Regions from separate parts of the Mus musculus genome. Here all the other regions are linked to region 4. Evidence: chromatin contacts called from public HiChIP or PLAC-seq and promoter capture Hi-C data. All regions are on one chromosome and are shown on one strand. The core of a region is the stretch at or near the end of the contact, and the rest is flanking DNA. Distances in the headings are between cores, read along the strand shown.

Evidence for each region. Promoter capture Hi-C pulls out the DNA fragments that hold promoters and counts their contacts. HiChIP or PLAC-seq counts read pairs in DNA pulled down with a chosen protein or histone mark. Capture Hi-C pulls out chosen DNA fragments and counts their contacts.
Region 1: a contact with region 4 is called in a promoter capture Hi-C map of liver, with 2.0 times the contacts expected there. The contact joins the promoter of Psmg4 here to the promoter of Rpp40 in region 4. A contact is called at or near these places in 4 of 39 promoter capture datasets (cranial neural crest, embryonic stem cells, hippocampal neurons and 1 more), 2 of 484 Hi-C or Micro-C datasets (CD4 T cells and CD8 T cells), 1 of 115 datasets of contacts at active chromatin or transcription factors (microglia) and 1 of 9 other capture datasets (liver).
Region 2: a contact with region 4 is called in an H3K27ac HiChIP or PLAC-seq map of thymic regulatory T cells, with 7 times the contacts expected there. The contact joins the promoter of Tubb2a here to the promoter of Rpp40 in region 4. A contact is called at or near these places in 1 of 39 promoter capture datasets (pre-B cells) and 1 of 115 datasets of contacts at active chromatin or transcription factors (thymic regulatory T cells).
Region 3: a promoter capture Hi-C map of 3T3-L1-derived adipocytes shows a contact between it and region 4, with 2.8 times the contacts expected there. The contact joins the enhancer-like site here to the promoter of Rpp40 in region 4. A contact is called at or near these places in 4 of 39 promoter capture datasets (the 3T3-L1 cell line, 3T3-L1-derived adipocytes and liver) and 2 of 115 datasets of contacts at active chromatin or transcription factors (astrocytes and embryonic stem cells).
Region 5: a contact with region 4 is called in a promoter capture Hi-C map of pre-B cells. The contact joins the promoter of Ripk1 here to the promoter of Rpp40 in region 4. A contact is called at or near these places in 1 of 39 promoter capture datasets (pre-B cells) and 2 of 484 Hi-C or Micro-C datasets (CD4 T cells and pre-B cells).
Region 6: a promoter capture Hi-C map of pre-B cells shows a contact between it and region 4, with 3 times the contacts expected there. The contact joins the promoter of Tubb2b here to the promoter of Rpp40 in region 4. A contact is called at or near these places in 1 of 39 promoter capture datasets (pre-B cells) and 1 of 115 datasets of contacts at active chromatin or transcription factors (astrocytes).
Region 7: a promoter capture Hi-C map of cranial neural crest shows a contact between it and region 4. The contact joins the promoter of Slc22a23 here to the promoter of Rpp40 in region 4. A contact is called at or near these places in 2 of 39 promoter capture datasets (cranial neural crest and hippocampal neurons) and 1 of 115 datasets of contacts at active chromatin or transcription factors (embryonic stem cells).

What each region holds. Positions count from the first base shown.
Region 1 is chr13:34,161,686-34,165,716 of GRCm38.p6, forward strand. Psmg4 (proteasome (prosome, macropain) assembly chaperone 4) reads left to right here and starts at 1,279. Exons shown (of 3, transcript NM_001101430.2): 1 at 1,279-1,564. The coding sequence starts at 1,391.
Region 2 is chr13:34,076,551-34,080,122 of GRCm38.p6, forward strand. Tubb2a (tubulin, beta 2A class IIA) reads right to left here and starts at 1,458. Exons shown (of 4, transcript NM_009450.2): 1 at 1,323-1,458; 2 at 1-107. The coding sequence starts at 1,379.
Region 3 is chr13:37,397,818-37,401,752 of GRCm38.p6, forward strand. The region is part of intron 3 of Ly86 (lymphocyte antigen 86); the gene reads left to right. Among named protein-coding and RNA genes, the nearest start is that of Gm4035, 35 kb to the right of the region's middle. Within about 2 kb of position 1,699, at least 21 of the 459 cell types and tissues checked have an H3K27ac peak or open chromatin away from gene starts, as enhancers often do. A contact at or near this core is called in 3T3-L1-derived adipocytes, where this site is marked.
Region 4 is chr13:35,904,984-35,908,729 of GRCm38.p6, forward strand. It overlaps Rpp40 (ribonuclease P 40 subunit), which reads right to left and starts at 1,364. Exons shown (of 8, transcript NM_145938.4): 1 at 1,221-1,364. The coding sequence starts at 1,343.
Region 5 is chr13:34,000,024-34,004,102 of GRCm38.p6, forward strand. Ripk1 (receptor (TNFRSF)-interacting serine-threonine kinase 1) reads left to right here and starts at 2,340. Exons shown (of 11, transcript NM_001359997.1): 1 at 2,340-2,683. It also overlaps a transcript of Serpinb6a not described here.
Region 6 is chr13:34,129,025-34,132,914 of GRCm38.p6, forward strand. It overlaps Tubb2b (tubulin, beta 2B class IIB), which reads right to left and starts at 1,330. Exons shown (of 4, transcript NM_023716.2): 1 at 1,153-1,330; 2 at 222-330. The coding sequence starts at 1,209. It overlaps Gm36500 (a long non-coding RNA gene), which reads left to right and starts at 1,454. Exons shown (of 3, transcript XR_873221.3): 1 at 1,454-3,219.
Region 7 is chr13:34,342,956-34,346,922 of GRCm38.p6, forward strand. It overlaps Slc22a23 (solute carrier family 22, member 23), which reads right to left and starts at 2,263. Exons shown (of 10, transcript NM_001382849.1): 1 at 1,204-2,263. The coding sequence starts at 1,842.

The DNA of each region.
Region 1 (4,031 bases), core at 29-2,528, 1.7 Mb before region 4:
CTGGGCTTGGGGTCTGAGATAAGGATGAGGTGGAAGAGAGAGGAAGAAGGAAGGAGGTCACCATGGTGTTGGTAGATCATGGGCACATGGTCAAGAGGACCAGCCTGATGGAGTAGGAATGGCCCAGGCTGAACATGGCCAGTGACATCTCTGGGATCACCATAAGAAAATAGGTAATATAGCATAGAGGGCTGATATCTGCCTAGCTCTAGTGCTTTTAAGCTTATTATAAATCTAAATGTTTCTGTATCTTTTATCTGGTAATGATATGGTCTGAAGTGGGGTAGAAACCCCCAATAGATATTTAAAGGTAACAAGGGGGTGTAGTAACCCCCTCCCCCCAACCCCCAACAATATTAACCACAAAGGCTGGGCTTGTTGCTTTTATAGTAATACCTCAGGAGCTCTATCACAGGAATATTTCCTTTTCCTCAGTGACTTGGGTCTTCCAGACAGGGCCTATCCCCTGATCTCCCATGATATTCCATAATCTATCTCCCTTGGGGACTAAGACATCTCACAGTGGATCCTCGGAGGGTCCCAAACCATACTCAAATCACATCACATTTTAAATCTCAATTTGATCCACTAAGAGTTACAGGAAATTTAAGCAGACTCTTTGCAGTTCCTAGAGTCTCCAAGTCTACTGTAAAAAGCTTGACAAACCGGGCAAGTTTTTACGCCTCTCAACCCACCAAGGGACTCATTCCAAACACTTTAGTGTCCCAGTAATTAAAATTAAAGGGTCCCAGGGCAGATATATCACCACCCTCCACAGGGCTTCCCTCTCTCACATTCTTTCTCAAATCTTAAAGGCTCCCTACTCATATTTCCATTTTGTACTCGAGGAAAGAGAGACAGAGAAGTTAAAGGGTTAGATCAAGACCCGAGCTTTACATGATAGCAGCTCAGGGTGTGCCTGCCTGTCTCTGAAGACCCTGTCCTCCCGCCATGGTCTATGCAGTTCTTTTTTACAGCTTTCTCCCAGGATCATTGCTGTTAAATTATGTTAGCTAGGTTAGAGACTTGCAGAGGTGGGCCTGGGAGGTGGTGGCTGCTAAAGCGCTCAAATTGTGTCCGTGTCTGGGCAAAGGAAGATGCTGAGAGTGGTTTCAGTCCACTAACATGCGCTCCTGGGAAGAAGGAAAAAGGACAGAGGTAGTTCAGTGGGTTCCTAGAGATCGCTGGCAGACTCCTAGGCGAGGCTGAAGGTACCAGGCTAGAGCAGGCGGAGGCCCTGTTCTAGGCCCCGCCCACTCATGCTCGCCCCACCCCACCTCGGCGCGCGCATCTGAAAGTGAAAGAGCGTTCCGCTTTTCGGAGCTCGCTCTCTCTGGTCTGGGAGCCCGCGCCTGCCCGGTCTCGGTGCTGTGGCCCGGTGGCTGGCGGGATGGAGGAGTCTCGGGCCGCTGCGGACGCGGACGTGTCGCTTCACAACTTCAGTGCAAGGCTGTGGGAGCAGCTGGTCCACTTTCATGTCATGCGGCTGACGGATTCGCTCTTCCTGTGGGTGGGAGCAACGCCGCATCTACGCAACCTCGCAGTGGCCATGTGCAGCCGCTACGTGAGTGTGGGCGGGGCCAGGAACTTGATGGCGATCTGGGGGCGGGGCCTAGCCGTAGTTGGGGGTGGGGTTGGGGGGACCGGTGGACCTCAAGGTGAAGGATCTGGGGTAGAGGGTGGGGACCGCTAAGAAGGGTTTGGGAGGAGAGAGACCAGTGGGAGTGAGGCTGGTCGCATGCGGCCCTGAGAGACATTCTTGAGGAGCTTCAGTGTGCCCTGGGGTCCTATTCTGAACACCTCAGGCTGGAGTCTCCTAGGGCTGCTTCTTGACTTGCGGGAACCCCGGAGTCAACCCACACGTGGACCACCTTAAAGGGAACTCATCCCAGCCCCTGAGCTCTGAGCTCACCAGAACATCGGCTCTCCTTGCACCAGCTTCCTGACATGTGCGCGTGCTACGTTTTACATTTTACATTGGGTTTAGACAACTTTTGTATTGAACTTGGAGCTTAGATTTGAGTGTCTGATAGGTACTTGACCAACAAACTCAAACCTTCCCCTTCTGTGACCTTTCATCTCTGTATGGGCAACTCTACCTATTCTGAGTGCTCTCTGGCTGTCTTTGGCCTTTCTTTCTCTCACAGGTCACGTGCCCAGAGCCTCTCCATCTCCAGGATAGGGGGTTGAATCCAAAGCTTTGCATGTGCTATGCAAATGCTCCACCACTGAGTTAAACTGCCTGTCCTCATCTCTTCCTTGAACACACCACTCATATTGGATGAAGGACTTACCTTACCCTCGGATGAGCTCACTTTGTGTGGGGGGCACATGCATATATATGCACCCAAATTTAGGAACATGCATGCACGTATGCATGCATACCATACACACTACATATAAGCAAAAAGATAAAACAATAAGATAGATCAGGGATTGCCATTCCTCTGCTAAAGACCCTTTGAGATGAATTCAGAGTATGATACTGAGTTTCTAGTGATCCCCACAGGGCCTGTTGCTTCTTAGTGTTCTTCCCTGCCCAGTTATTCCAGTAGTACTGGCCTCTGAAGTTTTAGTGATATAAGGTGAGGTTAGTGTCTAGTACCTCTCAGGCTGCTCATTAAGTCACTTGGTGAGTTGTTGAGACCTCTTCAGGGCGTCCTTTAAGTTGTAGCCAGTCAGGCAGTAAGGTCTTACTTCGTAATCAGGTTCTACTAAAACATGGCCACATCTATCTATGCAGGTGGAGAGTATGGCAGCTCTAGTCCTACTAGCGGGCTTGTGGCTGCTGACACCTGAATTATTTTCTTTGTGAGCATTCATAGAAAAGTTGTGCTGGTCCATGGAGGACAGTGTTAAAGATCATGTGTGTGTGCTCCTCCCTTTGCCCGCAAATTTGTTCTGGCCACAACAAACTTTGGAGAACACAAATCACAGGATGAAGTTGCTTCTCTAACTGGCCTGTCTGGATAGCGGCAGGGGTTTCAGTACCCAGGAGGGATGATGCCAGCCAAGCCAGCCTGAGGGTGGCTGGCCTGGGATGGAAAATGGTCCTGACCTATGGCAGGGAGTTGGAGGAGGTGCTCCCACCTTAGTAAATGTGTCCTTGAGCATGTGTCTATGGAGACCAATTATTTGACAGTAATTAATTATATTAAGAACAGTAACAAGATGGGGCTTAAAATTTTATTTTTGGTACGAAAAAGCCAGCTGGTAAGGTAGATTTACTTCAGTAGGCTTCAGTGTAAACACTGTACATTTCAGCTAAATGTTGAATTAAGAGTCTATAAAGAACAGGTTTATGATTATATTTTTGTATCAAACAAAAAGATAGAAATTGAGTAATTTTATACTGTTCTTTTTTTCTTTTTAATCTTGTTCGGTATATACCTGAAGAAATTCTGAAAGTGACCTTAAGTTCTTAAGAGATGAATTATATAGTCTCTGCCCTGCCACACTGTCTGGGAGATACTCAATCTGTTAAGTTGTCTCAACCTGGACAGTGAGTGAGGCAAGTGCACCAGACCTGAGCAGGTTAGTGAGAGGGCCTTTTCCTAGTCAAACAGCTGCTTTTTTTTTTCCTTTGGTGCCAAATATTGAACCCAGGACCTCGTGCATGCTAGGCAAGCACACTACTGTGTTTATACTTCATTGTTTCTTAGCCAAAACAAGATCGGTCAACCATTTCATACAAGGCTTTAACTTGGCTCTTTGGATACTGATAGCTGGTGTCTTTTCAAAGTTCTAAGTCATTTACTAACCTTCAGAAGTCCTCACAAACCATGCTCTTGTAGGCTTTCCTGCCGAAGGCAGGCAACTTGCTTCTTAGCTGGGGAACTGAACCAGACATCTAGAGACCCTGATCTCATTTCTTGTTGTGGGCTTACTGAGTTTGTTGGCTTCCCTCCTGGTCGGAAAGCCCGTCAGCGTACTTTGGAGTTTGGGTGTTTTTTTTTTTTTTGGTTTTTCGAGACAGGGTTTCTCTGTATAGACCTGGCTGTCCTGGAACTCACTCTGTAGACCAGGGTGGC
Region 2 (3,572 bases), core at 208-2,707, 1.8 Mb before region 4:
GCAGCTTCATTGTAGTACACATTGATCCTCTCCAGCTGCAAGTCACTGTCGCCATGGTAACTGCCAGTGGGGTCGATGCCATGCTCATCGCTTATCACCTCCCAAAACTGAAATGAAGACAATCCCACATCATGCTTAGAATCTCTCTGTCACCAGAAAGACAGCAGGGCAAGAGCCTAGTGGGCTGCGGGCCTCCATGTATTTGGGCAGCAGCTGCTGCTGCAGAGGGTCTTGGGAATGCGCAGTGCATCGGCCATATTATGACCACAGATGCAGGGCTGGGAGGAGCCTGGAGAAGGAAGTGGGCACAGCGGATCTCGCAGAACTGCAGAGGCAGCTGCTTTCTATCACTCCAGGCAAGGCTGAATGTTACACATACAGGCTGATGGATGGGAAAGGCAGAAGGGAAAATCAGGTGCCCCGCCCCCTGTGCCTCCAGGGATCAATGGCTGCTGGCACAGACTCCATGACAGCTTTCAACAGCCCAGTTTTATACCACTGACCTACATATTGGCTTCGGGTATTGACCCTGGCTAGGAATGTTCGGGGATGGGCAGTACAATCCTGAGAGGGCGTCTGGCAGCCCCGGGAAAAAGCTGGCCATCCTCAGGATGTAACCTCCATTGTGACTTGGCAGCAGGAAAGGGAGTGGGGAGGTTGGGTGGGCAATATGGCGGTGTTGAAAGAGACCATGTCCTTGTGCAGGCACCCGCCCACACCCATGTTAAATACCCATTGCTGTCTCCCCACTGCCGTCGGGTCTCACAGCCCCCATTCCAAGCAGTCTTGCAGAGAAAAAAGAGGACCATAATGTTTTATGTCACATCTAAACGAGCCCTTGTAAGAGAATTTGTCTAACACCCTCGTCTGTTGGCCCAAAGACACGCCTCTGTAACATCTGTCAACCCAATGACACTGCATTTTTTTCATTCAAATGACAGAAATATATATATATATATGAATTACATTTGACATGAGATTTTTTTCAATACATGTAGTGACCCCCCCAACCCAAATTTCAGACACGAAAAAAACCCAGACTAATGTCAGCTGCACCCCGCAGAAGGGCTGTGTCCCAAAGCAATGTAATGGACCTTAATTTAAGACACCCTTGTCGCACCAATCCTGGCAAGTTGGTCGGCTTTCAGGACCCGGCCCGCCCAGTAGCCAGCGGTGGAATGCGACACCAGCCGGGGCTCTTCTGGATCCCCTAGGCTCGGCCTGCTTCCGCGACACCCCCCCCTACCCCTCTCCCCACGCAACCTTGGGACCCTGACCGGATGGGACTACCTCATCCATTTCTTCCCTAGGGGTGAGCCCACCTTAGCGCCGATCTGGTTGCCACACTGGCCCGCCTGGATGTGCACGATCTCGCGCATGGTGCTGGTTGTAGAAGGGGTGGAGGCTCTTGCCCTCGGAGCAGTGCGTGGACAGAGGGCTAAGGAGCGCAAAAGACCAGTCGCCCTCCCCCAGCACCGCCTTTTATACCCGGGGACCGCCCAGTCCCGCTGACGTCATGGGGGCAGAGCCGAGGGGCGGCGCGGCTGGGACTGCGGCACCGCGAGAGGGAGCCGGGGCGCGGTGCGAGGTGCGGGGCACCCGCCTGTATCCAGCCTCCTAGGGTTATTACGCCCCCCCAGCCGGTCCTGCTGGTTTCCCCTCAGTGTCCACCTGAGGTGTTTGTCTACTGTCGAGACCTTTAGGTTACACTCTGGTTCTGCTCCCACACTGCTCATTTCCCACCACTCTGGGGACTACAGATGGGGCTCCTGCCTCCCCAGTAGCAGGACAGGTGTGGCCTCGCTCTTGGATATGAAGCCCAGAACTGAAAATGCATCTCTACTAGATGTCCTTTCTGAAAAAGGGTGCCTGCATCCTGGGCAGGACTTGAACTGCAGCCCGGTTCTCTCTTTCAAGTCTGCTTGGTAACTAAGGGCGAGTAGAAAGCCAGACGTGATACCGCTTGGGAGGAAAGAGGGGAGGATCAAGTGAGGGTCTGGACTGTTTCAAGGACGACAAGGATGCTATACAGGTCGATTGCTAGGTATAGAGGAGGAAGAGTGACGTTTTTCTGGTCTGGACTCTTGGGTCCTAAAAGCCTCTTAAAAGTCGAAATTTCTGCTCTCAGACACGTGTTGGAGCGAGAGAGCAAGGGAGGGAAGTGGAGGTAGCTAATATAGTGAGTGTGAGTTGAGATGCTGGTCTGAGAGAGACACTGGTTTTCATGGGCTGGGTAAGTTAGCCAAAGAACCTCACTGACAAAAGGTCACAGTGATCACGTTTTGGACACAGTGCTTAAAATATATTTGTTAAATGACTCACTTGTTTTCACTTTTAAAAATGTGATAACCAGGAAAATATAAAAACACGGTTGCAGCCCACATTCAGGGCTCACATTTCCTTCTCTCGGCTAGTACTGTCTGTCCCACAAAAGGCATCAACACTACCCAGATTCCTCCCCTCAGAAAAGCAAGGTTTAAAACCTGACCAGCTACAAATTGAGGAAGCCCGAGAACCTGCAGTTTTTCTATTAGCAGAAACCCTAGGCTTGGCGCTAGGACTGGTCCACCAGGAGTTACTCTTCGTTGGTCTGGCACAGTGGAGGGGTAAACAGGAGCTTCCACCAGTTCCTCTCGGGAGCCAGTTTCTTCAAATACTAAATAATTATAGGTGCCGTGGAGCTGGCTTTGTGAACAGGAAATGAGAAGGTGTATATGAAAGCAGGTTGAGTTTATGGAGTGAAAATGCCTTCATAAAGTCCAAGGGGATGCTGCTGTAAATGTGGATCTTGTTTGCCATGTTAATATTGGGTCATTTGCTGAGGTGGGAGCCACAGCCAGTCACTCGTGATTAAGCCCAGGTGAAGTTACATCATCGTGGATTCCGCTTCAGGGACCCAGGCCTCCAGGCTCCTCCATCCTAGCAGGCAGGCTGTGCTGGGGCCTCCTCAGATGGGAATAGATGTCCTAAGTGCTCTTCTTTCTCCTTCCCATCCCCAAGCTGTTGGGTCCCAGGTTTGGCCTTCAGAGTTTTTCCCCCAATCTGCCTCCATCTCCACATCATGGGTCTTCCTGAATAGCTAGAAGGTTCCAGAACCTCTGCCGAAATGGCTTTGGAGAATGTCACTGATTGTGGCACTTCACAAAGGTTTCCTGAGACAGTTGCCTCCTAGCGTTTGTGGCTTCATTCCTAATGGAAGTTTAAGGCCAAGCGGAAGAGAGGAAGAGATCCTGGGGATGTGAGGCTCCTTAGCAGGCAGAGAGTAGTGATGCTTTTCTACCATTTCCTAGCTGGATCCTCCAGCCACTCAGCTCACCTTTGAGCCTACATCACCAGATGAAAATACTGTGCTAAAGGACAAGCCACACCCCATGTGCTCTGGACACTGAGTGGCCCTGAAAGTAAGTGAACAGTGACTGTGTTGTCATCTGCTTTGGACCTTGTCTCGAGTCAGCCTGCTTCCACCATCGGGCGTCCAGCCTTGATGTCTATTAGTGTATAGCCAGAGAAACACAGATTTCAAACAATGCCTGCCCTGCCCAAAGTGACTCATCTGAGGGCTGAGTCTGCTT
Region 3 (3,935 bases), core at 449-2,948, 1.5 Mb after region 4:
GGTTTCTGCAGATCAAGCCCCTTTCTTATCTCCCATGTTCTTCTTTCTTTACCCGGAACTCCAACCACTCCACCAACTGATAAGGTGAAATTTGACTGTGGTATTTAGAGTCTACAGAAATCGAAGAATGGGTTTGTAGGAGGAGAGGAAAATAATGACCAAGTTGAATTCTCTTGTCTGTGATTCCCACATAAAGCTGGGAATGTATTTCCTCACATGAAACTTGAGCAGCAAAGGAAAAAAGACATGGCAAGAGGAAGGAAGTTCCAAGTAAGTCTGACTACTTCCTCCCAGGATCCTCTTCCTCTTCCATGATTGACTAGTGCAGGGGCCATCGGCTTCCAGTGTCTGAGGCCCTTGAACCATGACAGGTCCAAAGTGAGAGATGCTGTAAATCTAAATGCCTCATTTCTATATTGATTATATGCTTTAAAAAAGGTAATATTTTAAATTACTGAGTTAAACAACATATTTTGCTAATCTTACTTTTTTCCTTCTCATTTTTTAAATATGGCCACCTGAAAAGCTTAAGTGGCCCATGTGACTCATGTATTTCTGTCAATGTTGACCCAGAATTTCATTGTCCAGCAAAATAATCACAAGACATACATGGTCATTCAAAACTGTTTTTTAAAGTAAATTAAAACCTGCACTGGCCACAGTATAAGCTCTTATGGCCACAGGGGGTTGGTGGCAGTCATATTTGATGGGATCTTTGCAAAATGTCCTACCAGGCAAATCTGACCTACTGCTTCATACTGTTTTGTATTGCTTGTAATTGTCTATCCTGAACTCGTTGGTATAGCTTGCATTAGAAATCTCACTCCCTGGCCCAGTTCAAACCCTAATATTTTCTCTTGGGCTCAAATCCTAGAATATGTTTGTGTCATGGTGCTAAAGTGCCCCTTTGGGGAAGCTACCACTCATGGCCCCATCTCAGGCTGACTACCTGGGTCCTCCTCCCTTTAATCCAAGACCTCTGTAATGTCTTCCTACTGCTGCTGTAACAAGTTGTCGTGGAATGTGCAGTTCATAGCACTGGTTTGTTCTCTTGGAGTCTGAATGCCACGAATCTAAATCCCAAGTATCTGGAGAGCTGTATGCCTTTGGAAGCTTAGGGAAGTCGCTCTCTTACCCAGTTAGTCTCTGGCTGTTGTGTTCCTTGGCTCCTCTCCATGCTCTGCCTCCATCTATACATGACCTCTCCTCTTTCCCCTCAGATCCTTCTTCCCTCTCATTTTCTAGTCCATCTAGGTAACCCAGGGCCACCTCCCCATTCCAAAATCCTAATTAGAGATTACATCTGCAAAGTCCCTTTTGACACGTGAGATGGCATAATATTCACAGGATCTCTGGGGACCAGGATGTAGCCATCTGTGAGTGACCATTGCTGCCTATGCAACTATTACTGAGAAAAGAACAGGTTTTGGGTTTTGTTTTGTTTTGTTTTTCTGATTTCTGCTGGCCATGTCAAGAGTCCAAGTAGCTACATATAATCCAAAGGAGCCTCGAGCTCCTTGTGTTTTTGATTAAAATGACCTTGTGAAAACCAAACCGCCATGAACTCCCTAGACCATACGCTTGCCCACATGCCCAGAGCAAGATATGAGTTTTTCTGTTCGGAGGTCAGATCATTGCTTCATATCAAAGCTTCGTCTCACTGGGACATGACTGTCACTGTTTCTCAACTTTATAACCACCCCTATTTGGCATAGCCTTTACCCAGAAGAGAACCAGTGCGGCCAGAAGTCAACGACTCATGTGTTGAAACCATTCCTACTTCAAAACCGGCTTGCTGTTGAAAATGAAAAGACTGGCAATGACCACATTGCTAAACCACTGGAGAGGCATGAGGGGAAGGCTGTGATTAATCCAACCCAGGAGAAGTCTTATTTGATAATTTTGTAATGATTCGTTGCAATCTCACAGGGGATGGTTCTGAGCTGTCAGTAACATTAGATTTCCCTAGTCAATGAAATCCCACAAGGGGGTCAGAAGTCTGGCTGCATGCGGAGGGGAAGATTTCAAAGTAGAACTCGCTGAGCCAAAATGAAAATAATTCATCTAGAGGAAAAGTAACCACGGTGGCTGGACAGCTATGGACTCTAAAGTAGGGCTGTGGTTTTCACAAAGAAGACCATAAGTATTCCCAGGGCACCTTACCCTACAAACAGCCAGCGGGTATTAGCTGGGGTGTAATTGAGCTGATAGCATGCACATCTAGCATACACAAGGCCCTAGGTTAGATCCTTAGCACAACATAAATCAGGTGTGGTAGCACAGACCTGAAACCCCAGCACATGGGAGGTGGACACAAAAGGATCAGAAGTTCAAAGCCATCCTTAGCCACAAAGTGAGGTCAAGAAAACCTCTCTCAAAAACAATTAAAATTAAAAATAATTCCCCTCTCTCCCTCTCTCTCCCTCCCCCTCTCTCTCTCTCCCTCTCTCCCTCCCTCCCTCTCTCCCTCTCTCTCTGCCACCATCTCCTCCCAAAGTATGAGGCTCTGAGAACTCACAAGCACAATTCAAGGCCTAAAAATTCTTTTTCCTGGTTTTTGCCTTAAAACTCCAGATCATTCCAACATAATCTGTAGACAAGGTATCCTGTCATCAGGAGGAGGTCCAAATTAATCAACAGCTGAGTCTCCTGAACCAGCACCAGCTCACCCGTGGTGTGTGGGCTGGGTAGGCTTTTTATCTACTTTACACAAGTTAGATGAATCTGAGAGAAGGGAACCTCAATTGAGAAAATGCCTCTATAAGATCTGCCTGTAAGCAAGCCTGTGGGGTATTTTCTTGACTAATGATTGATGTGGACAGACCCAGTCTGCTGTGGGCAATGCTACTCATAGGCAGGTGGTCCTGGGTCATATAAGAAAGCAGACTGAGCAAGCTATAGGAAACAATCCAGTAAGCAGCACTATTCTATGGCCTTCCATTAGTTCCTGCTTCTAGGTTCCTGGTCTGCTTGGGTTCTTGTCCTGACTCCCTTAGGATGGATTGTTACCTAGAAGTATAAAATGAAACAAACCCTCTCCTCCCCAAGTTGTTTTGAGTCGTAGTGTTTCATCATAGCAATTGGAACCTAAGACAAGGAATATAGGGCACTGACATGGTAAATTTTCTAGTTCTATAACAGATTCTGGAGCCTGAGTACTTTATAAAAAAAAGATTTTTTTTTTTTGGTCCATAGTTCTGGAGTAGTCTGGGACATCCAAGCAAGGATGTCCACATCTGCTGAGGGCATCATGCCACTTCATAACATGAAGGAGGAGCAAGTGGAGCAGGTGAAGGGTACTGCTCTGCTTTATTTTTTATTTATTTTATTGTATTTTATTCGTTTTTTCGAGACAGGGTTTCTCTGTATAGCCTTGGCTGTCCTGGAACTCACTTTGTAGTCCCAACCTGGCCTCGAACTCAGAAATCCGCCTTCCTCTGCCTCCCAAGAGCTGGGGTTAAAGGCATGCGTCACCACCGTCCGTCCGGCAACCACTCTGCTTTAACTGGAAACCTGCTCTCCTGCTTACCAGTGCAGTGGAGCCAGTGCACCAATCCCTCGATGAGGGTGTGACCCAGATGCATCTTGAAGATCCCACTCCCTCTTGACACCCTGGCATCACACGACTCTGAGTGCAGTCAAATTTTTCAAGCCATAGCAGGCACCATCCACCAGGAAGTATTCTACCTTTGGGATCCTCCCTGAGAAAAACGGGGCTCAGAAGCCTAACACTAAGCTAGAATGGGGCACGGTTGGGAAAGGGACCCAGGGAGGAGGAGAAGCTAGCCATCACTGTATTGTGGATCTGATCACCACTTTGGGGGGCTTAGGGGAACTGAGGTAGGTCTTTCAGAACTGTGCTTCTCAAGGTCAGGAGGATCCTAGGTAAAGAGCATCCTCTGGAGTTGTACACCATTGATTTCCTGGTTTCTCTC
Region 4 (3,746 bases), core at 114-2,613:
AAACCCTTAGTAAAACACACACACACACACACACACACACACACATACACACACACACACAGCCACCACCACCTACCCCTGAGACAGGGTTTCTCCATGTAGCCCTGGCTGTCCTGGAACTTGCTCTGTTTATCAGGTTAGCCTTGCACTCAGAGATTTACCCACCTCTGCCTGGGTTTAAAGGTGTGCATCACCATCAACCTACTAGGCAACAATTCTATTAATTTCAAGTAAACAGATATCTGACTACTCAAGTTTTTCCTTTCTGCATTTCAATGTGAGGCATGACATTGCAATGGAAGTCTTACTTGAATCTTATTTTTGCATACAAGCAATATATGTTATGTCTTTCACACTTTATAGTCAAGGAAATAGAGTATATATAATTCAACATGCCTTGATTTGCTTATTCTGGAGTCATGAAATCAAAGGAACTCCTCCTGGGATTTAGGGACATTTAATTAGTAAGAAGCTACATAGAAGCAAAAGTGCTCCTGGAAGCTTCCATTTCCTAGACAAACCTAGGTGAGACCAGTTGAGATAAGCGATACATCCCTGACCGCAGGGATGGCCTTTCAACCGAAGAGATGCAAAATCCGCGCGGATTTCAAATGATCCCCAAGTGAACATCTAAAGTCCGTTTCGCAAAGCCCCAACAACCAGCCTTGAGGGACAAGGACGCCAGCTAATCTATCTGAGAAATCCATCAGGCCAATATTTAAGATGTAAAATGCTTAAACCCTTATCATCGTAAGGTAAGTTTATTTGGAGTTCCTCGTTTGTCAAACCGCGTGATGCTTTGGAAAGAGTCACAAGCTGATCCACAGAGATCTGCCCAAACTTAGGGTGTAATTCGGCTACATGTTGTACAGGTCACACTCCGACCGTGCAGGTTACATTCCTAACTCCTCCACTGCCTGCTCGACCCAACACCGAGAGGATTTAATCCTGAACACCGCAGTAACCACGCCAAACTCACAAAAACTCTGCTGTTCCTCATAGGACCGAGCACCGCCCTGTGTTTGGCGCATGCTGGGAATTGTAGTCCTACACAGCGCCAAGAAAAGCAGTTAAGAAACTTGAAGAGACTATAGTTCCCAGCATGCCCGAGGACGATCTCCGCCCACCCTCGCAAGCCGAGGAGGTCTGGCCGGGTGAAACCCGGCGTGGTTCTACCTTAAAGCTCTCCAGCCTAAGAGGGCCGGGTGGACCTGACTCACCCTGTAATTATGATAGTGCGTCTCCACGAGATGCTTATGGCGAGACTTATCGTGGCCGAAGTTGGATTTCTCACAGACCAGTAAGTGCCGAGGCGCCTCTTGCAGCCTGCGCAGCGTGGCCATGTTAAGCAGGAGTCCAGGCGAGCACCGCCTCTTGGCCCGCCTCCCGGCCCGCCCCTCGGCCCGCCCCTCACCCCACCATTCGCCCCTTTCTGACTACACCCCTCCCTCCACCACGCCCTAACCCTTCTTTCTTTCCCTGTCTGTCAGTTCCTGCAGGCACTGGGTCTGAAGGTTCTCAAGAACCTGGCATGGGGCTGGTGAGATGGCTCAGCGGGTAAGAGCATTGACTGCTCTTCCAAAAGTCCTGAGTTCAAATCCCAGCAACCACATGTTGGCTCACAACCATCCGCATCTTAAAAAAGAAAGAAAGAAAGAAAGAAAAAACCTGGCACATCCATTCTATCCCACAGTTTCTCCGTGGAGGAACAGTGCATATACCTGGACAGGACTCAGAGAAGGACTGGACCCTGACACCTTATAAAAAGGAGGAAGATAGGACAGAGGAAAAGCCTAGTATAGTCAGGAAATACATCTGCTTTGCAGCACTGTTTTCCTGACTCCTCATATGGTCTCGTTCCTAATGCTCACCCACCCGCAGGCCCCTAAGTTCCCACTGATCCTTCCCAAAAAGTATAGGAAATTACAGAGGAATATAATATGACATTTCTGCATTTTTACTTCCAACAGAACTTCTTTGCTTTGTTTTTAATTATTTAATTTATTTTTTTCATTTCCAACATTACTATTTTGTGATTTTACTCCAAATCTCAGTTTCTTTGCTGAATTGTACTTCCATGTACACTGTTGCTATCTTCAGACACACCAGAAGAGGGCATTGGATTCTATTATGGATGGTTGTGAGCCACCATGTGGTTGCTAGGAATTGAACTCAGGACCTCTGGAAGAGCAGTCAGTGCTCTTAACCAATGATCCATTTCTCCAGCCCCCATAGCTAATTCTTAAAAGCCATATTGTTGATTTTTCTCATCTATTTTACTCTCTGTGTGTGCACACACATGCGTGCGCACGTGCACGTGTGTGCACAGCAGACTTTCCAGGTCCTTCCTTAGGGAAGATTGAATTAATCTTTTTGCTTCAATCTTTTTTGAGGTCTTAAAGTATTTTTACTAGGAAACTTCTGAAATCACCCAGAATTTTACCTATTTCAGTATCATTGAATCCAGGTGTTAAGTTATTTTGTCTTGAGACAGGGTCTCATTATATATCCTGGCTGGCCTCAGACTCAATATATAGACCAGGCTGGTCTCAAACTCAAAGAGATCTACCTGCCTCTGCCTCCTGAGTGCTGGGATTTAAGATGTGAACCACCACTCTGGGATAATTGATTTTGTTTTTGGAGGACTCCTGTTGCTGTGTTTTTCATTCATGCTTTTGTTTCTGTGTGTGGTGTTGACCTGTGTTGATTTGGAGATGTTTTTCGCTGTTGTTCTTACTGAGCACCCTACTCTCCGAGACTCATTCCCCGGTGTTACTCATAAAGGAGACAACACATTGCTGAGACAGTAACAAAATGGAAGATATAGAAATACACCCAAAGTTACTGAGGTTCAGCAATATATTACTAATAACCATGAAACAGAAATTTACAATACTAATGTAGAATATGCTAGGAATGTAATGATTATGTAGGGTAAATGGGAAAATAGCAAGAAAACGAAAGCAAGCCTAAATGAAAGAAAGAAGCGGGATGAGAAAGTGTGCCATGGATGGAGACATGAAAAGAGAAAGGGTTTAGTGGGGGGAAAAAAACTAAAAGAAGGGGGAAATCTCAATAATAGAAAATCTTAAATAATGAATTATATAAATATAAGAGAAGTAAAAGATAAAAACATCCATTTTTTTAAAAAGGGAAAAGAGTAAAAGTGCTGAATAATAGAGAATGTAAATAATGTAAGATAAACATCTGTATGAGGTGTGAAATGTATGAAAATGTATGCGAGGAAATAAAATGTGTTTAGGGAATGCAACAAAGGGGAAGCAGTAAGAGTGTGCTAAGAAGAAAAAGGGAAGAAGGGTAGAAAGAAAGGGAGAAAGGAAAGCAATGAGATGTTGAAGCAGCCTCTTCCGGGGTACTCGGCATAGGCTGGGAGAGGGTATCATTGAACTTGCAGACTCTTGTCTTGAGCCTGTATTGAGCAAGTGTTATGTGTCCTCCATAGCTGTCTTGTCATTATTAACTTCACCATGTTCATCAGGGGCCTCTGCTGACCACACTTAGCTTTTCAGTCTCTGCTTCAAGTTCTCTCATTCTCCTGAGATTCCCCAGATCATATTTCCCATGGTGCTAATGTTCTAGCTGAGGGTTGGAAAAGAAGAAAGAAACCAGAGTGTGTGAGCAGAGAGCTTGTCTTGTAGTTTTCAATCTCTCTTAAGTATTGATCACCCGCTGGAGAGATGCAGCTGTGGACATCGGGTCATCGGTTGCAGCTTCAGAGTTCTTAG
Region 5 (4,079 bases), core at 1,090-3,589, 1.9 Mb before region 4:
TGTGATTTAGGCAGTGACTTAAAAAAATTAAGGTGCGTGGAGCATAAGAGAAAGACAAGTATGGCAAAATGTTCTCTCTCCCTCTCCCTCTCTCTCGTTAACTTGTAATTTACGTTAAGCCTAGTAAGATGTTAACAGCAATAAAAACTAGCAATATACTGGAAAGGGACATTATTAGCTTCCCTATCCTGAGGTATCAAGTTTAAGAATGGCCAGCAACACAGGTCTTCAGTTTACAGATCCATACAAAAGTTTTCAGTCTCTATAAATTTCCCAGTCCAGTTCCTCCCCCCAAAATCTACTATCTTTCTATCTTCCTTTCTATCTTTTTAGTTCTGCCTCTCTAGAGCACCCAGTCGGGACATGCCATGACAGGTATCTATGGGACTATAGTCAGATCCAACAGTTTCAGGTTGGAAAAAAAAAAAGTCCCCTATGCTTTGCTTATATACCCCACTTCTCTGCAATCTCGTGGCAACCACTGGCCTTTCATAACTTTTTCTCACTGAGGACGTCATCTTTGAAGTCATACACTGTAACTTAGTTTTTTAAGATTGATTTTTTTTTTCTTAGAAAACACAAGAACACACCAAATTCTTTTTTTTTTTAATTCTATAATTGATTTTAGTGCTAGGTAGTAGTCCATTGTGGTAGATTTACTAGAGCTATTGAAATGTAACTTATTTGCTTTCAAGTTTTGGCAATTATGAAAAGCTGCTGCAAAAGTTAAATACAGTAATGGGAGAGATGGCTCAGTAGTTGTTCTTGCAGAGGACCTGGGTCTTGGCACTCATATGGTGACTCACAACTATCCATAACTCCAATTCCAAGAGATCCCATGCCCTCTTCTGACCTCCATGGACGCCAGGCATGCAAGTGGTGCACAAACGTGCAATCAAAGCACTCAGACATATCAAATAAACCTTTAAATTTTTCAGATACAGGAGCTGGAAGTGTGAGTCAGCTGTTAAAAGCACATACTGCTCTTGCAGAGGACCCCAAGTTTGGTTCCCAGACTCACACCAGACAGTTCACCTGTAAACTCTAACTTCAGGGGACCTGATACCTTTCTGTGGCCTCTAGGAGAATCTGCACTCTATTATATACACACTCGTAAATAAAACAAACAAAAAACTTAAGGAAAAACAATGTACAGGAACCTGAAGAAGATAGCTCATGGTTCCTTCAGCAAAGTGCTTTCCATGGCAACATATGGATCTGAGTTCAATCCCCAGCACTCATACAGAAACAAACAAACAAAACTGGCCATGGAGACACCCCTGGTGCCTCTTGCCTTGGCCAGACAGCTTAGTCCATTCCACAAGCAAAAGGTAAAAGTAATACCTTGTATGGAAAAGAAAAAGATGCATTGTAAGAAGGAGCTAACTGGAGGTGGGCTCCTGGCCTCCCATATGTGGAGTTTTATACACACACACACACACACACACACACACCCAATCCCACCCGGAAAGAACTCCAAACAAACAAACAAACAAAAAACCCAACTTAAGTACATGTGTTTATACACTAGATGTATGTTCATTTGGGTACATACCTGTATGTGAAACTGATAAATCATACAGTAACCATAAAGGTTTTGCATTCTTTGCAGGAATGTATGTGATTTTCAGTTAGTGTACGTTTTTGTTAACATCGGTGAATGTTTGGGATTTGGGGGCATTTTATGTGTACTCTACATCAAAGTTGAGTTCCCCTAATGTCCTTTGACATTGAGCATCTTTTTAATGCTTATTTGTATGGTGAGGTATCTGGTAAAATGGCTGTGAATTTTCTTAAAGTGGTCGTGTGTATGGTTTAATAAGACTCCTTTATCGTGTCTTTTGTGGCCCTCTCTCTGTCTTGTCATATTTATCTTTTGACAATAAGGGATCACTGGACTATCGTGCAACTTTCTTCTTAATGACACCTGCAGCAACACAGTTTCTGCTTGGGGTTTCAACTACTATTTTCGAGGGCTACAAATTAATCACGTTTCTTCCTCGACAGGCTGCTGTGGTGGACGAACGATAATTTACCAGTGGTTCTGTCACCGTGTCACCTCTGAACCCACAAAGCTTGCAAAGGCCACTGTCGCACACAGCGCTATCTAGCGGGCCAAGCGGTCTCCGCCCTGACATATAGCAGCTATGACCGCCGTATTATTTTTTTTAAGGGCTCTCTCAGAACTCGCTCAGAAAGCAAGGCAAAAGTGCCATTCCTTCCGCCCGCGGGCCTCCGGGATGGTCGTGCTGCGAACCTGGCATGCTCAGTAGAGCTCAATGCCCAGCTGGGAGGCTGGCGCTCGCCCGTGCACACAGCCCCGGGGCGTGAGCAGAGGCGGAGACAGGGGCGGCCGCAGCCTAGCACCACCCCAGTAGTCCTTAGAGGAGGACCAGCGGCCCCCGGAACGGCCTCGGGAGCGCGGGTGTCGGTGCCGCTCACCTCCCGGGAGTCCAGCGGCGGTGCGGACCCGCGGAGGTGCGAGCTGGACGCGGCGGGAGGCGGCAGGCTGTGGGGGACCTGCGAGTGGCTGGGCGCCACTTCAGCACCGAACTCCGACCGGTCCTCGTCAGGGCCCAGGGCCGTCCCGGCCGGGCAGCCACGGCGAGGCGCCGCTCCTGACGTCCACCGCCCGTCCTTCCTCACCTAGGCCGGGGTACTTGGCCGCGGGAAGGCCTCTGAGGTAAGTCAGCGCGGGGGTCGAGGCCAGGGGCGCCGCCGCTAGTTTCCTCAGAAGCTGGTTTCCCGGAAGGGGCGGAGGCCGCGCGATTTCTGCGCGTGGACCGGAGGGCGGGGCTCGTTGTTTCCGGAAGCCGGGTGGCGGGCGGGACTTCAAACGTTCCCGGAAATCGAAAAGCGCGGAACTTGCTGTCATCTAGCGGGAGGTTGGACTCTTCTTGAGGTCGTTTTAGCTCAAGTCGAGACTGAAGGTGCGCCGTAGCCATGGTTACAGAGTGACTATGGAACGATTATTTTGGTAGGAATGACAGCTTCTTGAAGCTTTAGGACCCCAACAAGACTACCTAAATGTAACCTATCAACCCTGGACCTACCAGCTCTTTAAAAGGGTCTATTCCTGTTGTCTTGGGGCAGCAGGTGGCAGAGCAGTCGGTAGCTTTCATCGTTATTTTTGAGGTGAGCTGGCAAATCAGGAGTGATCTACGACCTCAACGAGAGACCAGTGTCAAACATCCAAGGCTTCTCTGGTCCTCAGTAGCATTTGCATTTATGGGTTGCTGCAGACCTTTTCTGAGTTGTGAAAAAGATAAGCCACATCCTCCTCACCTAAGCGTTGGACAGAGCCCACTGAGGATGGATGGTGCAGCCCAGGGTGACTCATTCTTTGTGTCTTGCAGATCATTTGATTTTCTTGCTCTTTTACTTTGTGCAAAGAGTTGAAGCTGTTTTAATCAAGAAATTCCACAAAAGACCTTTAGGAAAGTATTCTTTCTTAACACATGAAGACTCGATGGTAGAGTGAACTTTGGGATGCAATGACTTAATTGTGTAATTCTGTAGCCCCTGGAAAGATACTACTAAGGCTTGTGAGAAAGGTGAACTATCACAGCTGTATTGTATGTAGAAATATACTAGTCTTATTGAAAATGAAATTTGGGATGTTTTGTTTGTATGACTGACAAAAACAGTAGTAACAATTCTTAACTTTAATTTCCATTTTTCTCATTCTTTGCTACTTTGAGCCTTACACATAATGTTAAGCTTTCAAGATTGTAATAAGATATGTGCCCAAGGTAACAACTTACAAACTGGGCACAGTACTATTACACCTTAGTTAATGTCTCCTTAATATCTCCAGTAGGATCTGGAATTTGAAGCAAATATATAGTTTCCCACACATCGGTAGGATATCATTCTGGCAGATGTGTCTTACTATAAAAACATGGATATAATACTAAGTTTTTTTTAAATTTAATCTGTACATCCCCATGTTTTTAAAATGTAGAATATTCAATTAATCTGGGTAAGTCCATATGATTTTATATGTTTGTTTGTTTGTTTGTTTATTGTTTTTGAGACTGGGTCTCTTTGTGTAGCCTTTGCTATCCTGAAGCTAGCTA
Region 6 (3,890 bases), core at 80-2,579, 1.8 Mb before region 4:
TTCTATAGAGTAGGGCTCGGTCCCACCTCCTTCCTGTTTGGTGGTACCCCCAAACAAAGAAAGGTCTATTATGACCAAGCTTTCAAAGGGTTTGGTTGGCACAGAAGAGGCTACCCCACCCCAAAAATGGTCATCCTAAAATAAGCCACCTTCTCCTGGGTTCAAATAAGAGCAGAGCTTAGGGATGCCAGAATTGAAGATGGGGTGTTAAAAGTAATTACCAGTTGCTTCATTGTAGTATACATTGATTCTTTCCAGTTGCAAATCACTGTCTCCATGGTAACTTCCAGTGGGGTCTATACCATGCTCATCACTGATGACCTCCCAAAACTGTGACATAAAAAGACTGTATTTAGCTATGCACAACCCTACCCCCAATCTCAATGAGCAGCCCCCCCATCACCCACAGTTTTGACAACAGGACGTTGCCGAAGCTTTAATGAGTGGCATGACCCAGGCACAGCCTTAGGGCTTGCATTGTAGAGGATCAGAAAGTTGAAACTGGGCGGTTTCCCATGAGAACAGCTGCTCTCAGCAGGAGGTAGGGTGTGTGTGTGTGTGTGTGTGTGTGTGTGTGTGTGTGTGTGTGTGTGTGTGTGTGTGTGAAAAAACAGCCCAAGCTGGGTTGGCAAGTCACAGCCACCACTGGCAGCTGGAGACAAACGCGCTGGGACTATAGGCAAGGAGAAAAGGGGGCCGGCGGGGAGAGTGAAGCGAGGAAGCTGTAGGGTGATGTTTTAAATTCAAAGCACGTTCAGTGACCGTCTGGCAATCGTTCTTCCTCCCCTCCCCCGCAGCTCGCCTGGTGATCAAGCGAGTAAAATCAATTCTCCTGTGTCGCGGCCCCTCCCTAAGACCGGCATGCACAGCCTAGCAGACACACCCACGTCTTCTTTAGGCACTCGTGGCTATTAGGGAGGAAAGAAAATGGGGCAGCTCAAATTCCGAATAGTTCCAGGAAAAATGAATGAGACCCCTTTGCTTTAAAGTCTCCTCTGAGACCACGCCCATCCGACTGCACAAAACCGCAAGTCAGGTCCGCCGTTGGTGAGTCCTGGTATTTACCTAGAGCCGCGCCTCATTTTGGACCCCACCTATCCCGAGGGGAGCTCCGTTAGGGTCCCTCCCTCACCCCCTAAGCAGTGAACCCACCTTGGCACCGATCTGGTTGCCGCACTGGCCCGCCTGAATGTGCACGATCTCTCGCATGGTGCCTGGTTAGCTTCTTGCTGTCTTGGGTCTGTGTCAGTGGGTCTGATGATCCTCCCCTTCCACACCCACTGCTGGGCCACCTGGAACTTACTCCGGAACCGACGGGCTACGGGCTGAGGGCGAGGGCCGGGTGGGTTCGGTCTTTTATGTAGGGAGGGTGGGGCGAACCAAAAAGACCGCGCCCCCCAGCCAAAGCCCCCAGTCCCGTTCTCGCTAGCGCTCTCCAGGCCGGGTTGACGTAATGCTCTGAGCCCCAGGGACGGTCTTGGGGGCTGGACTATGGGCTTGTGGCCAATCAGCGCGGGCGTGAAGACCTTGCGAGGAGTGGGGCTTCTTGGGAGAAGCTGGGGCCTGAGCATTGTCTCGGACTTGAGAAGGGCAAGCTGAGTGTGGGGAACTGGGAACTGGGAGCGTGAAGACTGCGGTAGTGTGGCGGGGCGGGGTGATTTAGTACCATAGGCTGGGGATGGAGAAGGGGCTGCTAATGGGTGGGTGCAGCAGGTGCAGTCCGGTGTTGCGAGTGAGCACTGGTAGGGAGCTTTAGGGTCATTTGCGTTACTTGAGCAATTCCTCTTCTTACTCTGAGCAGGCTTCGCCAAGCCAAAGCACTTGGCGAGAGTAGTGCCTCATTCTTCATCCCTGGAGGTCAATGTCTGTCCAGGCGCACACGCCCATTACATACAACTTTAGGAAAAGACTAGTGATCCTACGAAAGCGAGTGTAATTGGAAAAAAGAAAAATCCAAAAGATCATAACTTTGGACACTTTGGAGCATCTTAGACTTGCCTTTGTCTTTATTGACTATGCTTGTTCCTCTGCTATAGTAGCAGCATTTAGTGGTAGAAGGACCTCTGAGCCTAGCCCTGCCTCGCACACTCCAAGAATACTGTGCTCGCTGCCTGATACCAAAGACTCCTTTCACCCTGTGATTGGCTTTTGTTCCTCCTGAGTGATGGGGTGGGTGTGGCAGGCCGCAGTGTGTGAACTGTGTTGCCGGCAGAGTGAGGGTGGAGTCCTGGGGGCGGGTCTGTCAGGGAAACAAAGGAGTTCACAAAAGCGTGGGATGTATTCCACAACTGAGTGTTTAAAAGCCAGTCAGGCGCTGTCCTTCCAGTATTTAGTTCATCCGTTGTTAGAAAAGAAGGTTCTGAGAACCTTCGACGCCTAGAGCATTCTTACCTTCATTTGCAGTGACTAAGAGGTCCCAGCCTTGGTGCTGCGGATGGAGAGGAGGGGGACACGCCTAAAAACTGCAGCGCGGTGAGCTAGCCAGAGACCACCGCAGACTCAGGCGCACTCACATCAGCGCGTGCGCAGACGCGATGCATCAGCTCTCCCTTCAAACCCGCATTTTCTAGGTATTCGAGGAAGAAACTGATCCCTTTGTGAGCGTATGTGAAATAAACCTGTGTGCTCTGAGGGAGAGAAGAAGAAGGGTGTCAGAGTATGTTCCCTGCTATCCCAGGTTGAAGGTCACTGCTTCCCTACGCGGGGCTAGTGGTTTAGGAGGTGATGTGACCCCTTTTATTCTCTAAGGAGTGAGGCCCAAGTGACTCAGGGTCACACTATAGGGTAGAGCTCGCAGCTGTTGAGCGAGGGAGGACCTGCTAGAACCATCTGAAGCTGTCATCGCCTCTCCTTTCCGCAAGGGGTGTGGGGGCAGGGCGGGCTTTAAACTGAATTCTAATGTACCATGAGAAGCAGCCTAGAACAAAAGCCTTGCCGCCTGTGATTGCCAGGGTGTCCAGACTGGATCTCTATGGCCAGAGTTCGCCAGATACGGTTGCAGGTGTTCAGTTCAGGGTGGATTGAGAAGAGAGAGGCAAGAACAGTGAAGGTGTGCCCACGTGCCCAGTAACAGGGTTCCAAGGACACAGGCCCTGAATTTTGAATTTTCTCACCTGTCTTAATACAGATGTAGAAGCATGAAGAGAGAATACTTCCCAAGGTCACACAGCGAGTTAATGACAGGGCTCCGACTGTCTCAAGGGCGCCCAAGCTTTCAGGGTAGGTGGCTACATTCGGAGCCAAAAGGGCCATTGAAGGGTGACTGTTGCGGTGTTCGGTTGACCTGGAAGTAACACCGAGAAGGTGTCACCAGCACTGCGATTATAGATGCCGCTGTGCAGCGGTCCCCCCTGAGGAGCTGAGGAGCAATCCCAGCGCCCCGGGGGCTCAACTCTAAACCCGGTAATCTGAGCCTGCCTCTCTAACCTAATGGGTTCCTCGCTCAGCTTCTGTTTCAGAGCCAGATCTTTGCAAGGTAGCTGATGAAAAACTCTATGATTCTCTACATGAAAAGGCCTTCACTCTCGGATTTCTCTTAGCGGAAGAAGTTTGCAACAACGTGACTGGAAATCACCCTGAAACCTGAACGGCCCGGGATCCAGCCTGTTGGTCGGGATCAGCTTTCCTTTCATGCATTTTACCTCATTGTCCCCACAGGACTTGTCTCTGGGTTTACGGTGCTTCGCATTTTACATTTTTGCAAAGAGCTGCGGTGTGTGTGTGTGTGTGTGTGTGTGTGTGCGTGAGAGAGAGAGAGAGAGAGAGAGAGAGAGAGAGAGAGAGAGAGAGAGAGAAATATTGACAACAGCTTCGTCTTTCCCTAAAGGCTTTACAGTCATCTTCGAACTTAAAAGGAGTGGGGGCTTATTTCCTATAACTCAAAGGAAAAG
Region 7 (3,967 bases), core at 1,013-3,512, 1.6 Mb before region 4:
CACACACACACACACACACACACACACACACACACACAATTATAAACTGTCCAAATCCATTCTTGAATTTAGACAGAGCACTTTACACAGTTCAGAACTGTCCCAACTGCACTGTTTAAACTGCCGAAGGGACAGAAACTACAAATGTTTCACAAGTTGCTTAACTAGGTGGCATCCAGTGTTTCCTACAGGCCAAGAAAATGGAAAATTATGGTTACCTAGGGTTACAATTGTCTAACAGTATTGTCCACTTTTAGGGTGATATACAACTCTCTCAGAACACTCCTGCTGTACCACACAGAATGCAAGACCTTTGCAAGGGACAGGGAGGACAAAGTGCGAACTGGGACCAGTTCACCAGGTCTCAATGCCTGAGACCAGAGCAGGTGCTGTACAGGAGCAGCGATGACACCCTGCAAACTTCCCACCTTCCTATGCTATGGGACTATTTACTGAAGTCCTGAGAAAGTATTTGAGGGAACACATTAAAGTCTACAGTCAGATCTCTGGGAAGGACAACTCATGGTTGGGGTGGGGGTGGGTTGGCCAGGGAACTTTTTAAAGGGCTCTGCTTCTTTGTCTATAACTTGGATTCAATTGGCTTTAATCTGTTCAAGGCACGTGTGGGGAGGCTGACATCTGCTAGAAAGAATATCTGAGAGTAGAACACTATTTCTCTTGGATAGTTAGTTCTTAGTGGGAGACACAGGGACAGGCAGCCTGCAGAAAGAACATGGCTATGTCCTGGCTCCAAGGAGAAGCCCTAGAAGAGGGATTGAGTCTTCCAGGGCCCCTGCTGAGCCATCAGTGAGTCTGACACCTTAGCTAGATAGAGGAGAGGATTTGAACCTTTCGGGGGAGGGGAGCCCTTTCCATATGTGCACTGGGACAGGAGTTTGTGTGGATATTAGAAAAGGCTAAGTCGGTCTCTTTGAAGCGGATGCAGCGTCACGGGCACCGCAGAGGGCGGCAAAAAAGCCTTGGCTTCACATCCAAGTAAGAGCATCTCCTTTGAGGGACAGCCGGGAGCCCAGTCAATGCGGGGTTGTGCGTACACAGGCTAACATTTTGGGTTCCTCAACTGGGTAGGTTTGGACCTAAGTCTGCAGAGAATGAGAGATGGAGCACAGAGCAGAGGCGACCGAGGTCAGAAGAAAAAGGTTCACAAGAAGAACGCGGGGACGCGGCGGTCGTGGCCCTTACCTTGCTGACCACGTTTTGGATGAGACCAGTGCGGATGCCGTAGTCCCACGCGTGGCAGTCGCAATTTGAGTCGTTGTTCCCCTTGCCTGGAGGGGATGGGAGGGGTGGTGTGTCGCTGCTGTTGCTTCGGTTGCTCGTGGTCCCCCAGGAGGCAGTGGAGAAGGGGGTGGCCGAGGGGCTGGTCCAATTGCCCATGTCACCCCATCGGCCGGTGACAGTGGCACCCGCCAGCTCGGTGCCTTTGCCGGCCCCGCGGCACCAGAAATCGGGCTGGTCCAGAAGGAAGGAGTCCGAGAACTGGCTGAAGCCAATGAACAGTGCCGGGATCCAGGTGAGCACCACCAGGGTCTTCTGGTAGCCGCCGCCCAGGCCCCCGAGGAAGGGCAGCACGGAGCCATCGTAGTCCAGCAACAGGAGGCTCGGGGCGGCTGTCGCCGCGCAGCAGCTCGAGTGCGGGCCGCCGCTGGGGTGCAGCGCAGGCAGTGGCTGGATCTCCGCGCTGCTGCCGGAGCCCGCGCGCCCTCCGAGGGGCGCCGAGGCCGCCGCGTCCCCGGGCGGCAGGGAGCCGTTCTCCTCCGCCGGGGCCGGCTGCCGCCCGGCACCACTACCCGCCGCCTCACGCCGCCGGTCTATCGCCATGGCCAGGGCCCGCGGCTCCCGCAGAGGCGCATAGAGCGCGGCGGAGCTCGGCGGGCGCCCGGGCACAGCGCCGCCGCCGAGGAGGAGGGCCCGCGGCCGGAGAGAGTGCTCCGGGCCCGGCGAGTCAGGCCACCCCCATGTCACCCGCGCACCCCCGTGCCCTGGGCGCCGGGCAGAAACCGTTCGAGTCCTCAGCCGCCGCGGCTCATCCGCGCCGCGGCCCGGGCGCCCGCCTAGCTACGAGGCTCTCCGCTGATGCGCGCCGGCCGGGGAGGAGGAGGAGCCGGACCCGCGCCCTTGTCGCGACTCGGGGCCCTGCGGGCACCGGTGCGCGTTGTGCTGGGGCCGCCGGCGGCCGCGGGTTGGGAGATCCTCCACGGACTTCGGGCGCTCCCGGAAGCCGCAAGCTCGCAGCCAGCCTGCGGAGCCGGCCGCGCTCTCGGCTCACCGAGCCGGCCTCCGCCTCCCGCCCCGGCCCGCCCCCTCTCCCCCCGCCGAGGTGGAGGTAACCGCGGCACCTGCTGCGCCGCTCCTGCGCACGAGCGCCCCCTCCAGCCGGGCCGTGTCGCCACCGCCCGGACAGACGCAGGGGCGGGGAGAGGGACACCCGGGCCGCTGCAAGATCCCTGGTGGTCTCTGGGCGCGGGGGACGGGGGTCACCAAGGAGTCTGCACTGGCTGGGAGTGAGAGGACAGTGTCGTCTGCCAGTCTCAAGTCCCACAGCCGCAAGGGACCTCGCCCCGGGCACACCGGCTCTCCGTGACCTCTGTTCGTTTCCGAGGTGCCTGGCGGCTGGCACCCCACTCCTGGTCTTGAGCCCAAGGGTTGCCTGTCTTCCAGAACAACCTTCTGTTCTTCTTCCAGACTCAAATAAGGCAGCTTTTTATGGTCACGGAGCTGGGGCAAGGAGGCATGTTTGCCAATTTTAGGATGACAGCCCCTTACAACGCTGGGTCACACACGACCTACTGCAGCACCCGCCCCAAATCGCCATTTCTTTCTGTGCTCCAGAATGAATGTCAAATAAACACAACTCTAGAAGGCTAGACCTTCAACAGAAGCCACACACTCGATACAAACGTGAATGAGGGCGGCCTGCCCCACCCCCTCCCCAAGGTCTCGGAATCACAATTCCTATGCTCTGCGCACAGGCGCGCACACATCTACACCTCACAGGAGATCCAAATGCTCTTGGCACTCCAGACTCCAGAGCCAGCCTTGCCCAGCTAGCACTATATAAATAACACCAGCCCTGCGGCAAACGGCCGCATTAGCATATCTTCTCCTGCGTGCCAGGCCTGACACCAGTGAGAATTATGCGGCTTTCATCTTAGCCTCACTACATTCTCGAGACATTTCATATTCTGAGAAGTTTATTAATGGAATTAATGGAAATCTTAAATGGAGCAATCTATCTCTAGTCTTATTTAGCACAGGGGAAGGAAGCTCGCGTTCTTTTCCCAAAAGCATATCCTGCGAGTACATGTATGGAATGCGTTCTTTAAGCATCTCCGTTATTTTCTCAGCTGCATGTTGTATAATTTAGTGGGAGACTTTTTTTTTTTAAGCATGCAGCTCAATGTTCCAGTCAACATGTACTTACTGCTGAAATTCTGACACGTGGAGAGAACTATTTCTGAAGACTGCCAGAGAGCTGGACTTTGGGGAACCCAACTGTGAATTTTCCTGAGTGGCTGGGAAGGGGAGATTAGATAACAATAGACGGAAGAGACACAGGCTGCAGAAGACACTAAAGGTCTGGGAAACCCAGTCTGGAAATTTAAGCACATTTAATGACATACTTGAGTGAGAATGTCATTATGAAACCCATCATGCAGTATAATGATTATAATCTAATAAAGTATTATTTTCAAAATCAGGAGTGACAGTGCAACCTGCCAATACATGTGATCTTCTCTTCCTCCTTCTCTTCCTCCCCCTCCCCTTCCCCCTCTACCCTCTTCCTCCACCTTCTTCTCCTAATTTCACTTTATTGGTTAGTTTAACTTTTCTTCCCCTCATCACTTGAAGAGCTAATCCTTGGGACGCGCTCACCCCACACCCCAACAGAACAGAGTCAGCATTCAATGAATGAATGTTAGATATTTATTACTGACTCCACCCT